3 separate regions of the Mus musculus genome follow, and regions 1 and 2 are each linked to region 3. A link is a contact called in public HiChIP or PLAC-seq data. All regions are on one chromosome and are shown on one strand. The core of a region is the stretch at or near the end of the contact, and the rest is flanking DNA. Distances in the headings are between cores, read along the strand shown. Region 1 has its middle 57 kb from the start of Gm32849. Region 2 has its middle 79 kb from the start of Gm32849. Region 3 overlaps Gm32263 (a long non-coding RNA gene).

The links. HiChIP or PLAC-seq counts read pairs in DNA pulled down with a chosen protein or histone mark.
Region 1: an H3K27ac HiChIP or PLAC-seq map of microglia shows a contact between it and region 3, with 5 times the contacts expected there. The contact joins two enhancer-like sites. A contact is called at or near these places in 2 of 15 datasets of contacts at CTCF or cohesin (large pre-B cells and pro-B cells) and 4 of 115 datasets of contacts at active chromatin or transcription factors (bone marrow-derived macrophages, large pre-B cells, microglia and 1 more).
Region 2: an H3K27ac HiChIP or PLAC-seq map of microglia shows a contact between it and region 3, with 3 times the contacts expected there. The contact joins two enhancer-like sites. A contact is called at or near these places in 1 of 39 promoter capture datasets (embryonic stem cells), 1 of 15 datasets of contacts at CTCF or cohesin (large pre-B cells), 6 of 484 Hi-C or Micro-C datasets (cerebellar granule neurons, cerebral cortex, cortical neurons and 3 more), 6 of 115 datasets of contacts at active chromatin or transcription factors (the 230-238 cell line, bone marrow-derived macrophages, embryonic hindbrain and 3 more) and 1 of 9 other capture datasets (liver).

The regions. Positions count from the first base shown.
Region 1 is chr7:48,982,181-48,986,440 of GRCm38.p6, forward strand. It overlaps a transcript of Nav2 not described here. Among named protein-coding and RNA genes, the nearest start is that of Gm32849, 57 kb to the right of the region's middle. Within about 2 kb of position 1,596, at least 8 of the 459 cell types and tissues checked have an H3K27ac peak or open chromatin away from gene starts, as enhancers often do. A contact at or near this core is called in microglia, where this site is marked.
Region 2 is chr7:48,960,791-48,964,656 of GRCm38.p6, forward strand. It overlaps a transcript of Nav2 not described here. Among named protein-coding and RNA genes, the nearest start is that of Gm32849, 79 kb to the right of the region's middle. Within about 2 kb of position 2,456, at least 9 of the 459 cell types and tissues checked have an H3K27ac peak or open chromatin away from gene starts, as enhancers often do. A contact at or near this core is called in microglia, where this site is marked.
Region 3 is chr7:48,755,809-48,759,857 of GRCm38.p6, forward strand. It overlaps Gm32263 (a long non-coding RNA gene), which reads right to left. Exons shown (of 3, transcript XR_391444.2): 2 at 2,430-2,554; 3 at 1-65. Among named protein-coding and RNA genes, the nearest start is that of Gm45086, 9.6 kb to the left of the region's middle. Within about 2 kb of position 2,468, at least 8 of the 459 cell types and tissues checked have an H3K27ac peak or open chromatin away from gene starts, as enhancers often do. A contact at or near this core is called in microglia, where this site is marked.

The DNA.
Region 1 (4,260 bases), core at 346-2,845, 230 kb after region 3:
ACACTGTGAGTTCTCCAAGAGGTCTTCACCAGAGAATAAAAGAATATACAAGCAAACATAAAGGGCCTAAGATGCTTATGACAGTGGCCTTTCCAAAGAGGCTGCTACCAGCTCTGTTAACAGGACAGCAGAGCCCACCCATGGCTTTTAGAAATCTTTGCCTTCTACTGCTATGGTCTCACTTTCTTGAGAGTCCACATAGCAGCCAGCACCATTCCAGCTATGTGTCTATCCTTGATGGCATTAGGAAGTCTTCCTCTGTCACACCCGCAGAGTCTGAGATTGGAGGGTCTGTATGAAGTACAACTTTTGCCATTTTCTTGGCTCTGTCCTTGTCTAACATCCTTATAGAGTCTAAGACCCCTGAGATGCTTTAATGAAGACATCACTGCATCGCCCCCAGAGCCCTGAATAAATGACCCCAGTGTGTGTTCATTCATTCACTCATGCATTCATTCAGCCCGGTTCCCTTCCATTAGGGCCCATAATCACAAAGTGACTGTCTACAACTTTATCACTCTCGTGGCTCCAGTGTCACTCTGAGCAGGCAATTAGATTTTCCCAGAGGCCATATTTGGGGGTCAAGAGGGCAGGCTGATGGAGCATTGACAAGTGCTCAGATGCCGGCTTTAAAATACACAGCAGAATCCTAAAGTAATAGACCGCCACTCCATACACACATGGGTCCCCAATATCCGGTGGCAGCTTTAGCGATATGGCTGCTCTCTTTTTCCCCCCTTAGGCAGAGAACAGCTGGTTAGACCAAAAGGCTCCCCAGGAGTCACAGTCCCAAGCATGGCAGTCATACTAATTTGTTCATGTGTAGAAGAAAAACAAAAAACCCAAGCTTTCTCCATTCTCCCTGATGAGTATTGGATGGATAAAATAAGGAAAAATGGTGGAACAGTGAGAGGATCCAAGCTCCCTTGTACCTCAGCAGGACTGTGAGAAGGTAGAACTGGGTCTAAATGCCCCCAAGAAGCCCTTCAACTCCAAGAGTCTGTTTTTCATCCATTTGCTACCCAAGGCTGTGGTATTAGTCCTTTCCCCCTGGTAAGACTGCTAAAGAGAATTGGATAAAGTCATGTCTGTGAAGATGGAAAGTTCACCAGTCCCTATTACACACTGGATGCGGGTACACTTCCTGTTGTGTAAACACGGGACTGTGTTGCAGGGAACCGACATACTTTGCACAAAGTCCCAGCTAATGCATTGCATGAATGGATTGTCTAGCTCGAGAGTCCAAACTTCTCATTAGTCTCACTAATACTTTTAGTTTTAGCTGTGTGGCATCAGGCAGGCCCCTCTCCTCTCTGACATTTAGTGAAACTAGCTGAACTTGAGAACTGGGGCCTGGAGTTTTGCTAACGTCCCTTTTGCCACCAACTTCCTGGATCCACCATGGATCCACAAACACATTACAAAGCTCACTTCCTCAATCTTGGAAGTTCTTGAGAAGGAAAGGGTAGGACCATTTGCAGACTGAAGCTAAGAAAGTGTGGTGGAGGGGCGAGCAGACTGAAACACGGGCCTGAGCATCGGAGCTGAACCTCAGAAGTGGATGCTGTAACACAAAGGCAGTTAGCAGGCTCCTTGGTGGGTTCAGCAGGATGCAATTATAGTTCTTAAGAGAGAGAAAAAAAGGCTAGCATATGTTTTTGAGCAAACTCAACAGATGCTGGGATCTCGTGTCTGTATTCTTCAGGGAGAGCTCCATGACTGATTTGTCTGCAGCACCTTTGTACAGCACATTGAACAACTCATTGCAAATCAATTCCTAGGGTACCGTTTAATGAAACTTTTCATCGGTGATTCAGATTATTAATCTAAAAACCCTTATAAAATGACCACAACTTTATCTCTGCCTGCTCTACGCTGTTGGATAACCAAGATAGATTGTTCTCTCTGTATTTAAGGCTTAATGCAATTGTCTTCAGAAAGAACCTCTTGGCCAGGCCCCACCATGGGAATTGAGGGTCTGATGCTCTGTGGTTTGTTTGTGGCACAATATTCTTTGCAAAGTTTATAACTTTCTTGAAGATTTTCTTTGAGCTGTGTGATGTAGAGATAGCTTACAGAAGGTTCCCTGCCATCTAATACATACTGATGTAGAGAATCAAGGACTGATTGAGGCAGTTCAGGGTTTTTTTTTTTTTTTTTTTTTTTTTTCTCTAAGCATTGTCTGTTCTGGAATAGTATCTGGGAATCCAGGTTCTTTTCAGACTATTGAGACACCAGGAAGTCAAAAATAACAAGTCTAATTTTCTTTGGCAGACACCAGGCATCTCTCCTTGCTGGAGCTCCAACTAGTCTGAAAAACTTCCAGGTGAATCTACAGAACCAAGTGGCTTTTATTCCTAAGACCACGAGCAGGCTTCTGGGTTTGTGTCCCTGCACTGGGTACCTCCGAGGCATAAGATTTCCATAATAATGAACAGTTGAGGGTTGCGGAAGATAGAAGCAGCAGATGTGTTGGATTTGGGAGGAGCATCAGCCTTCAGGTTATGCCCAATGGCTCATACCCTTCCATGATTTCATAGCCATCGATCTCCCCTCTCCCCAACTTGTTCTCTGATTGGCCTGCCGCCCACAACCCATAATTGCTCCAAGTCACCTCTTGACCTTTCCCTTGCTGAGCCTGATTAATAACACACTGGACACATTTCCTTGTTGCATCAAAATCCAATTTGGCCCAAACGGGTGAAAGAATGGGTAATGAGGACCACATAAGATCTTTATGCTGGATAAGTCCTTCCTCTAGCTGGCCTGGGGAGATGGAGGTGGGAGAAAAGGCCATGATGTAACCTTTGTTCAGCAAGTTTCCCTCCAGCTCCACAGCAGAGTCTGATTCTAATGACCTGTAGTCAGTTACCGTGCAGGTGAGAGCGTCACCCAATGCCTGGAGACTAAGCAGTAAGAATCCCATTGTGTGTGGCTTTTCTGGTAAGTGTTTGCCCAGACAAAGGTTTACGCTAAATATTTTGGATCATAATTATGGTGTAAGGTTGGGATATTTAGGAAGGAAAAGAGGAGAGAAAAATGGAAGGAAGGAAGGAAGGGAGGGAGGGAGGGAGGGAGGGAGGGAGGGAGGGAGGGAGGAAGGAAGGAAGGAAGGAAGGAAGGAAGGAAGGAAGGAAGGAAGGAAGGAAGGAAGGAAGGAAGGGCAGAAAGGCAAGGAGGAAAGAGACTAGTTGTCTCTTTTCTGTTTGTGTCCTAAAATGGTTTGGACATATGCAAAACAAGAACTGGACAGATAAGCTTGGAGTTGCCCAACCACAGAGAACATGGTGCCTATGTTTGGTGGCTCCTTGTTGTACAGAGATTCCTTTGTAGTTGCTCCGAGGGTCGGCTTTGCTGGCAGTCCACACACCAGGAGGTACAGCTGATGAGCTTGTGCAACAGTCACCGGGCAGGCTGTCCTTGGGGTCTTGGGAGGCCTCCATGATGTCCTGGGAAATGTGTGTTTCCTTGGCTGGTTTCTCCGAGTTGCCCTTCACCTCATACTTACATCATGCGAGGCTGAGGATCCTTTGAGACCTTTTAGTACAGGCTCTCACTTTACAGGAAAGAAAACTAGGAGTTTCAGATAGCAAGGGGTTTGATCCACGACACAGAGCAAGTTGGCCTCTGTCATCTTTGCTATTATTAGAAAATAATTTCAGGAAAAGAGAATTATAGTAACAAACTTCATCAATTATTTATTGTGTACCAGGACCTGTGTGATATAGGTTATGCCATGTCATCAACAGAAAAAAACCCAACAGGTTAGCACGGGTTTTTATCTCCATCTCCTCGGGGAGATAATGCAGTTCTGAGATAAAAACTGGGGTGTAGTAAATAATATTAAAAATCCAGGCACGGGGTTTCTTTCCCGCCTTGGACCATTTATGTTCCCGGATGAAAGACACACAGCCTTTATATTTTTAAATATGCCTCAGGCAGCACAATAGCTGGGCAACTGCCTACCCTCCATGCTGTTAGAATCACCCTTCTTATCGACAAACCAAGTTATTACTATGTTTCATCTGGGCTGCTCTTAGCTCCAATTGGCCAGCACACATGGCCACATTTTTTTAATGACTCAGCTAACCCGTGGTGGCTCTCCTTTCTCCTCTCCTGCAAGTTCTTTTTCTATTCCATGGAGGTTTTTCTCTGCCTCTCCCAAGCCCCCCAAACCTTAACCCCACCTATGTCTCTTCTGCCCAACTATTAGCTGTCAGCTTCTTTATTCACTAATAAGAATTCACCAATCAGGGTCCC
Region 2 (3,866 bases), core at 1,206-3,705, 200 kb after region 3:
TCACATCCCTCTGCCTTGGGTGCTGGCTGGAAATCAGAAGCCGGTGCTGCTGCAGGGACGCAGGAGATCAAATGGATAGTGCCCGGTTTTGAAAATGTAGGAGAAGTAAGCAAAATGTGGGAAATAAACTCAGGCTTTAGCATCTCGGCAGAAGTGAGTCCAGACTGGAAGCCTTAGACTGTTTAGCACTGGAATCCCATTGGCCATTCACTGGGACTGGGGCTTCCTACAGTAAAGGACCTCAGTAGTACTCTGAGGGAATCTCTTTCTTAGAAACTAGACCCTGCCTTGTACCTACCTGGTGGGTTGAACCTGAAAAATAGTCCTCTATACCCCTATTTCGATTGTTCAAAAGGAAGAAGTAGGGCTAGGTGTGTAATGGGAAACTGAAGCTCTACAGAGTCTATTTTGGGTCCAGTGTTTGAATTACCTGCAATATGACTAGGCTTGTCTTCTGGACTTCTGGATCATGGAGCTTGCCCACAAGGCTCCCTAGCTTACTTGTTGGTACCTCCTGGTCCAGGCTTCTCCTCCTGTGTGTCCTTCCCACCTTCTACCTCCACTACGCACCTTGCAGAGGCTGACTGGCTAATGCCTGGCTGACTCAGTGGCACAGAGGTACGAGTGCTGAACAGCTACATTTCAGGATCAATCCAACAGGCGCATTCACTTTCTAACGAGCCAATTAACGTTCTCTCAGTCCTGCCTCCTCCTTACCTCCACCCTCAAGCGCACTGAAACTTCTGGAGACTTCCCTGTCAGAGCCCGAATCGGACGTGGCACTGACAGCAGCATCTCCATGAGTGCTCTGCGCCCTGGCACAGGAAGGCAGTGGCCCCCAGAACTGGTGCAGACTGTCTTCTAGAGAAAACAAAAGGCTTGCAGGAGGTGTGGCACATCTTCCCACTCCCCGCTGGCAGGGAAGATACTTCTGTGGTGACAGCGTCTGTCCCCCATGTGCTTTCAGGGTGTATGCTTCTGTAGGTGTGATGGGATGTGACAGGGTCTCACCCGGGGGAGGGCTGGCTCAAGCCTGGTGGAGGGGCCAGAGCTGTTCTCAAACACAGAGGCCAGGGCTAGAGGAGATCCTTCTAGGCTCTGGGCTTTTTTTTTTTTCCTTCCCTTTCTTTCTTCTTTCTATTATTATTCATGAGCACAGCCAGGAGCTGTAAGTGTAGACTCGGAACTAGACAAATGGCATCGAGCTTTCCAGAGCAGTTTTGACATAGGTGAAAATTTTCAAGCCAGACTTAAGTTCAGATTCCAAGCACATGGCTTCTTAGCTGTCTTTTGTTTTAGGGAAGTTGCCTGGCTGCTCTTGTGCACTCTTTAGCATGAGGCAAGCTGACTGGCACATGACAAAGGGATTTGTTGAATACATGGATATGTGTGTCAGTAGATAGCATAGAAGAGGCATAGAAGGCATTCGACGACCTTAGCAGGTCACATACTAAACAAACATTTTTCTTTAGTTATTAGCATCACCTGCACTTTGTAGATGAGAGAGCTGGGGCTCAGAGATGTTAAGATACTTGATGAAAGTCACACAGTGAGGCAGTTGCAGAGACTCAAACTCTGCTACATCTGCCTGAATCTTCTATTTAGGTCTCAGCTGGACATCTGGATAAGGTACTACTTAGGGGGAAGTTTGTTAATTTCTTCAGATTGTGCTCTGGAACTAAGGCTCGGAGGCTTGCCTTTGCTAGAAATCTCTTGGAGGGGCAATGTTCAGGGTGCTAGTGGGCACAAGGGTGCCTAGCTATTTCCTGGGTCCACGAAGAACGTCTGAAATCTTGCTCTGGGGAAGTCTTTTCTGGACTTTCTGCTCATCAATTCTTAACCCACATCAGAAGGGGCAGTGTGACTGTCTGAACTCTGTGCTGGTCACACTTGTCAGGGGTGAACCTGAAAAGCCATACTTCCTTCCAAAGCATCTCTCCCACTCCAGGCTTTCTGTTCTTGTGACAGCTGTTAGTTAAAAACTCTTATCTCTGCCTTTCAACCTGATTTGCCACTGAGCTGCATGGAAGCGTAACAGAGTTTGATGACAAGGGGTGACTTCTGCCTCATTTCAAAACGGCTGCCGGTCAGGACGGCTACAAGGAAGGATCTGGGGGCTTCTGTCTTAGGCTCACTCTGGCTGGATCTGACCACAGCTCTTCCAGAGGCAGGCACTGACTGAATTGAAATTGTTTGGTAAGAAATGTTGGTGGGGAAACTTTTGAGTTAAAGCTCTCCAGCTCCACCCTGCCCACCCCACCTGCCTCTTCAGCCTTTGTCTCTGTGGTGCTGATGTTGCAAGGAGAGATATTTGAGACTGTTAACGGAAGCATCCTTATGATGCTTTTCAGACCTGACTCCACCTCTCAAACCACCCAGGGAAGGATGCACCCAGTGAGAATGTTCTGAGCACAGGTGCTCTTCTTCTCTCCCCCTTCGGTGGCTCTCAGAGCCTCTGTGACGTCAGGCAGGAGGTGACTAGTGTCTACTCTGCCTGCTGGTTCTAGCAGGGAATGCAGCTAGTTCCGAGGCAGTTGCTTTCCAGAGAGATGTCTGTCAGATTGATACTGCACTTTCCCCTCCTTGTGGCCAGGGAGTCTCACCTGCCACACACCATCTCCTACAGCCGAAGGGATGTGTGTGTGGGTGGGGGTGGGGGGTAGGGGGGATGTTGTTGCTTCTGGCCTCAGGAATCATTTCCTCTTTCTTGCCATCCCATTGCTGCTGTGACGGTGAACCCTACAAGGGTTTGAAAGATAACTCCTTTCCAGTACTGCCCAGCTTTTTCAAGAACAGGAGAAGTGGGGGGAGTCCATGAGCTCTGCCCCCCACCCCACCCCAGCCAGGTTGCTCACCCATGGATGTAATCAGTGTTGGGTTCAGAGAAAGACTGCTGGCTGTTGCTGGGTCCAGGCCTTGCTGTGTGGCTCCAGATGGCAAGCAAGACAGCTCAAACATCACACTTCACCACAGGCAAATCTGACCATTGAGCATTTTTTTTCCCCAGGTCTGGGTCTCTCTGCATGAAGGAAGATGACAGCCGGGAGGGGAGCTGCCACGGAGACAAGCACTCACAGGAGCTGTGAGGAGCGGCTGGCAGAGAGGCGTTTGTGGTGATTTATAGGAGCCAAGGGCTGTGGAGAGGGATGTGGATGCTATCAGCTCGGTGGATTAAATGCCCATTTACATTGTTATTGATATATAAATTATCCGTACCAAGCAGACAGTGAGGAAAAGGATTCCTTGGGCAGGAATGGGGCACACACCCCAGGATATGGACTCTTCTTTGCCCAAATATATCCATGGGGCTCGTGTAAAGTGAGTTGCTACCCTGAAGTTGAAACCCTGGGCCTCATCCTCAACATGTCAGCGACAGCCTCCTTCATCCCCAAGGCATCCGTGGCTAGCCAGGTTCCCAGTTGGCTTTCAAGACGATGGCAAGACCTCTGAAGAGATAGCACGATCTCCTTTCTGGTGGGACCTCCTCGGGTGGTGTGCACAGGTCGCCGTTGTGTGGGGCACTTGGTTCTGCTGTGGATTTAAACTATCACGGAGGAAGATTTTATGTCTGGGAAATGGAATCGATTTCTGAGTCAAGTCAACAGCAGAGGAGAAAGCCAGTCACTCACGGCCTGGAAGATCAAAAGAGGGTAAGTGGTGGAGCTTGGTGTAGTGTTTGCTGCCTGGAGCTGGAACTGTTTTATGGAGTAAGAGCTGGGTGGTCCAGAGAACGGTGTTCACGGACCGGACCTGTCTGTGTTTCTCTGCTGAGGAGGAGGTGTGGTGGCTCCTGACTTCTGTGTCCTAGTGCTATGCTTTCTGCTTTGGATTGTTGGCGGTTAACACTTGAGATAAATGAAAGGAAG
Region 3 (4,049 bases), core at 1,218-3,717:
CCCTTCCACGCATATATGGTATAACCAGTAGGTTCTAATCTTCACTTTCATTGTTGATGGGGAGCCTGAAAGAAATGGAAAGCACTGGGGTTTACAACTGAATGTCAAATGTCTGCCTCCCTGATCCCATATCTCATCAAGTAAGCTGAGCTCAGAGGCATGAATGCTCCGACCTGTTTGTGTTTGGCCTCTGCAAATGTGGTGAGTTGAGCCAAAGTTCACTAGCCTGAAGCACAGTCACCTACTTCTCACTCTAGAATCTTCTCAAGCTGGAATGTCAGGAGTAACGATTTATGCTGGTATAGAATCCCAGTTGATAAGATGCTACCAGTGTTGCCCCCATTGAAGCTGGGAGGCCCTATACGGAAGGAGATCTGGAGGCCCCTCACCCACCACCCACATACCATGTTCTAAGATGCTGGTAGAGGGTCAAGGCCCTAACAATGCAGAGGTTCTTGGTTCCTAAGGAACTCATCTAGATTTTCTCCCCCCACCATGAGTGTGTGTGTGTGTGTGTGTGTGTGTGTGTTGTATGTGTATGTGTGCACGCACGTGCTCATTTTGTGTGCAAATGTGCATCTGTGTGTTTGGAGGCCATAGGTAAACTTTGAGTGTTAATCTTCAGAATCCATCCATCTAGTCACTTGGAACTAGCCAATTATCTAGGCTGGCTGGTTGCCTGATGAGCCCCAGGGAGCCAACTCTCCATACTTCCATACTGCTGGGATTACAAACAGGTACAACCACTCCTGGATTTCTATGAGGATACTAGGAACTGGATTTAGTTCCTTATGCCTGTACAACAAGAATTTTAGCAACAAAGCTACCTCTCAAACTCTGATCTAGATTTTGTTTTTTAATGATTTTTTTTTGATTTTCTATGTATGAATGTTTCGCTTGCATATATGTATATCACTATATGTGTTCTTGGTGTCTCCGGAATCCAGAAGAGGGCACCAGATCCCTGGACTTAGAGTTACAGAGGGCTGTAAGTTGCTGTGCCATAACTGGAGATTGAACCTAGGTCTTCTGAAAAAGTAGAAAGTGCTCTTAGTCACCAAACCCTTTCTCTAGGTTCTGATCTAAAATTCTTCAATCTAAAGCTAATGATGGGGACTCACAGCCCCTCTTGGGAGAGTCTTTTAACTTCTTTCATCAAAACAGACCGTCAGAATAATTAAATAATGATGACATCCTCATAGGCCAATACCATACCTTATCTCCCAGTTTTCCCCAGCAGATAACCCCTGTGAGGTTCTAGTTGGATGACAATCAAATGCCTGTCTCACTTCACAAGAGAGAGCAGTATGACATATGACCCAGGTCCAAGCCCTGCCTCCCTCTCAGCTGCATGGTCTTGGACAAGTTCACTAATCAACCTGAACCTGAGTTTGAACAGTTGACCTTGGGGAAAGCTGGGGATAGCTGAAAGAAATCACAGCCCTGGAGAGCCTAGCACAATGTTTGACTCATGACAGATGTTCACTACGCATGGAGTGGCCATGAAAAAAATAGCAATGGGTTAATCTCAGAGAAGCCCACACTCAGAACAGCGTAGAGTGAGCAAGTAGGTCCCAGGCAGCCTTCCCTTTACAGCACTCCTCAGCTCCTCATGGCAGCCCAGGGAAGCTGTTATTATTATTGGAGTGTGGCACCAGAAACTGACTGGCTAACTACCATCTTTCACACATATCAGAGCTAGGACATGGGCTCCATTCTGGAGACTTTCAGGTAAGACTCTTTGGTGCCACCAAAAGATCATGTTGGCAAGGACTGAAGAGGATGTGGTGACACAAACCTCTGAACTCAGATGACCTAGGCCTGAACCTCCAGAGATGCAGCCCTGCAATGCCTGGTATGTAGCTTGAAACTATCACATCTCCTCTCAGGGACCCAGTGGCTTCATCTGCCATTCAAATATGTTGCCCAGACAACAACCCCTAAGTCCTGTCTCAGTTCTGACCTGCTGACATGCTTCTCAGATTTCAGAAGGAACCAGAGGACTCCATCTTTGAAGCCGGCAGACCCCAAATCTCAAATCAGTCTTCTTGCTCGAACCCATGTTTTTCTGCATGAATTCAAGATTTGCCAGGCAAAAGCTCTGTAATTATCCTGCAGGGACCAGCCTGGCTAATAATTACCCCTATTATTTTTAATTGTATTTTACAAGGTGCCTTTCATCTAAGATCTCAAAGGACTTCTCAAACATTCATTAGTCAGGCCCCACCCTTCTCTGTGTGGATGTGAAAGGCAGAGGCTGATTTTTTTTTAATGCCAGAAATAAGGAGTTGGGTAAGGAAGGTGGCTGCAGTCCCTGAATTTTTCTTTCCTTGGCATTCAAAGAAAAGAATTGACCTACACCTGGAAGTGTTCACCTTCTGAGCTAGTTCATGGACTGTCAGGAGGAGGGACTGGATGGGGAAGCATACCTCCTTGCTAGTCAGCTATATAGGAGACAGTGGTTTAGCCTGGCTCCCCACAACAGTTTCACTTCACCTTAGTCCTCGGCTGGACTTTGAGCTGGTCTCCAACAGACAGACCTGAGGCTGGTAACCTGAAAGACACAAGTGAGCAAAAGAAGCTAGCCTCCACATCCCAGAGGGGCTTAAGATCACTAGAGGGCTGTGCAGTGAACACAGGGGAGAGAGCTGTAAACATGCAAATAGCAAATGGGCAGCAGATAGAAAGCTGTCCAAGGAAAGGACATGTAAGGGTTGTTCCTGCCCAGCGTCCAGCCCTTTCTTTTCTTTTCTGCCAGTCACCCTGCACTCAAGCTTGGTCCCTGAGCGTCATTGTGCATGAAATTTTCTCTATACTTTGTGAGTATATTAGTAAGGACCACAAGTCCAACCAATCAGCACCCAACCCCTCCTAACCACAATATTTGTTTGCAAGTGGCACAGGCTGGGCCATTAAGAAGCCTCTTGAAGAATTTTCGGGAACTCCTAAGGGGGGAAAAAACTATCTTTATTTTGAGGTTACCAAGCTAGAAGGGTACAAACACGGAACCTCTTCGGCCACTGGATGGGATAGCCTAAAGATAATGAAAGCAGAACTTCAGGGTAGTAGGGGGCTTCTTGCAAACTAGTGCTAATTTTGTAGCTGTTACTTGATTAACACATTTCCTTTTCATCCATTCACAAACCACTTTAATGTAAGTTTCTTTTATGCCTAACAGTGGAATAAAGCTATGGGATGGATCCTGGGTCTGCTAGAGCATTGCCCGGCTTCTTCCTAATGATCTTCCTCATCCATCATCCATTCAACCATGCATCCATTCGAGATAACACATTCAGTGTATATAAAAGTTCAAGGCACATTGTTGAATGAATAGATGACTAATGTGCCATGACAGATTCAGTGACAAAGATCAGTCACCTCAATAATCCTATGTGGATATTCGATGATAAATTGCAAGGCAAATTATGAACTGAGAACTTGGAGCTGAGTCGGGATCAGCTCTGCCACCAGGATGTCAGCTGCACTTAGTCAGACTTAAGCCTTTCTTTACCAAGCATGACCCTCTCATACTGTAGCCCAAACAGGAGGGTCTGGGTGTCATTGGCAGGCATGTGGTTTTCCTGTTGGGGCTGGTGCTGACACTGTGACTCTCTGGTGACATGGGTGAGACTTGACAAGGACCTGTCTTTCTCCTTGTACTGGGGTGATTTACATTAAACATGGACCTGCCTGGGAGGCACAGAGGTGAGGTGAGTGTTAATTCCTTCACGATGGCTCTGCAATACCCAAGAACCAGAAACATACCAGTCACCCTGTTCATATTCTTGCTTTTCAAAGGAAATTTGCAACCCACAGAGATGATGGGTTGTACCTAAGATCACATAAGAATTACAAGACAATGATCTGAAGCCCTATGACCCCACATAAGGCGCTCCACATATGTCACTCCTTCCTAGGGCTGCCATACAAAACAAGTGGTGTCTTGTCTCAAAAGGCCCATCTTCTCTCACCAGTTACTAGTGAAGTTGATGAGCACATGCTGAGAGTACTGGTCTACCTCACTGTTTATGTTGTCTACCATCATCTCC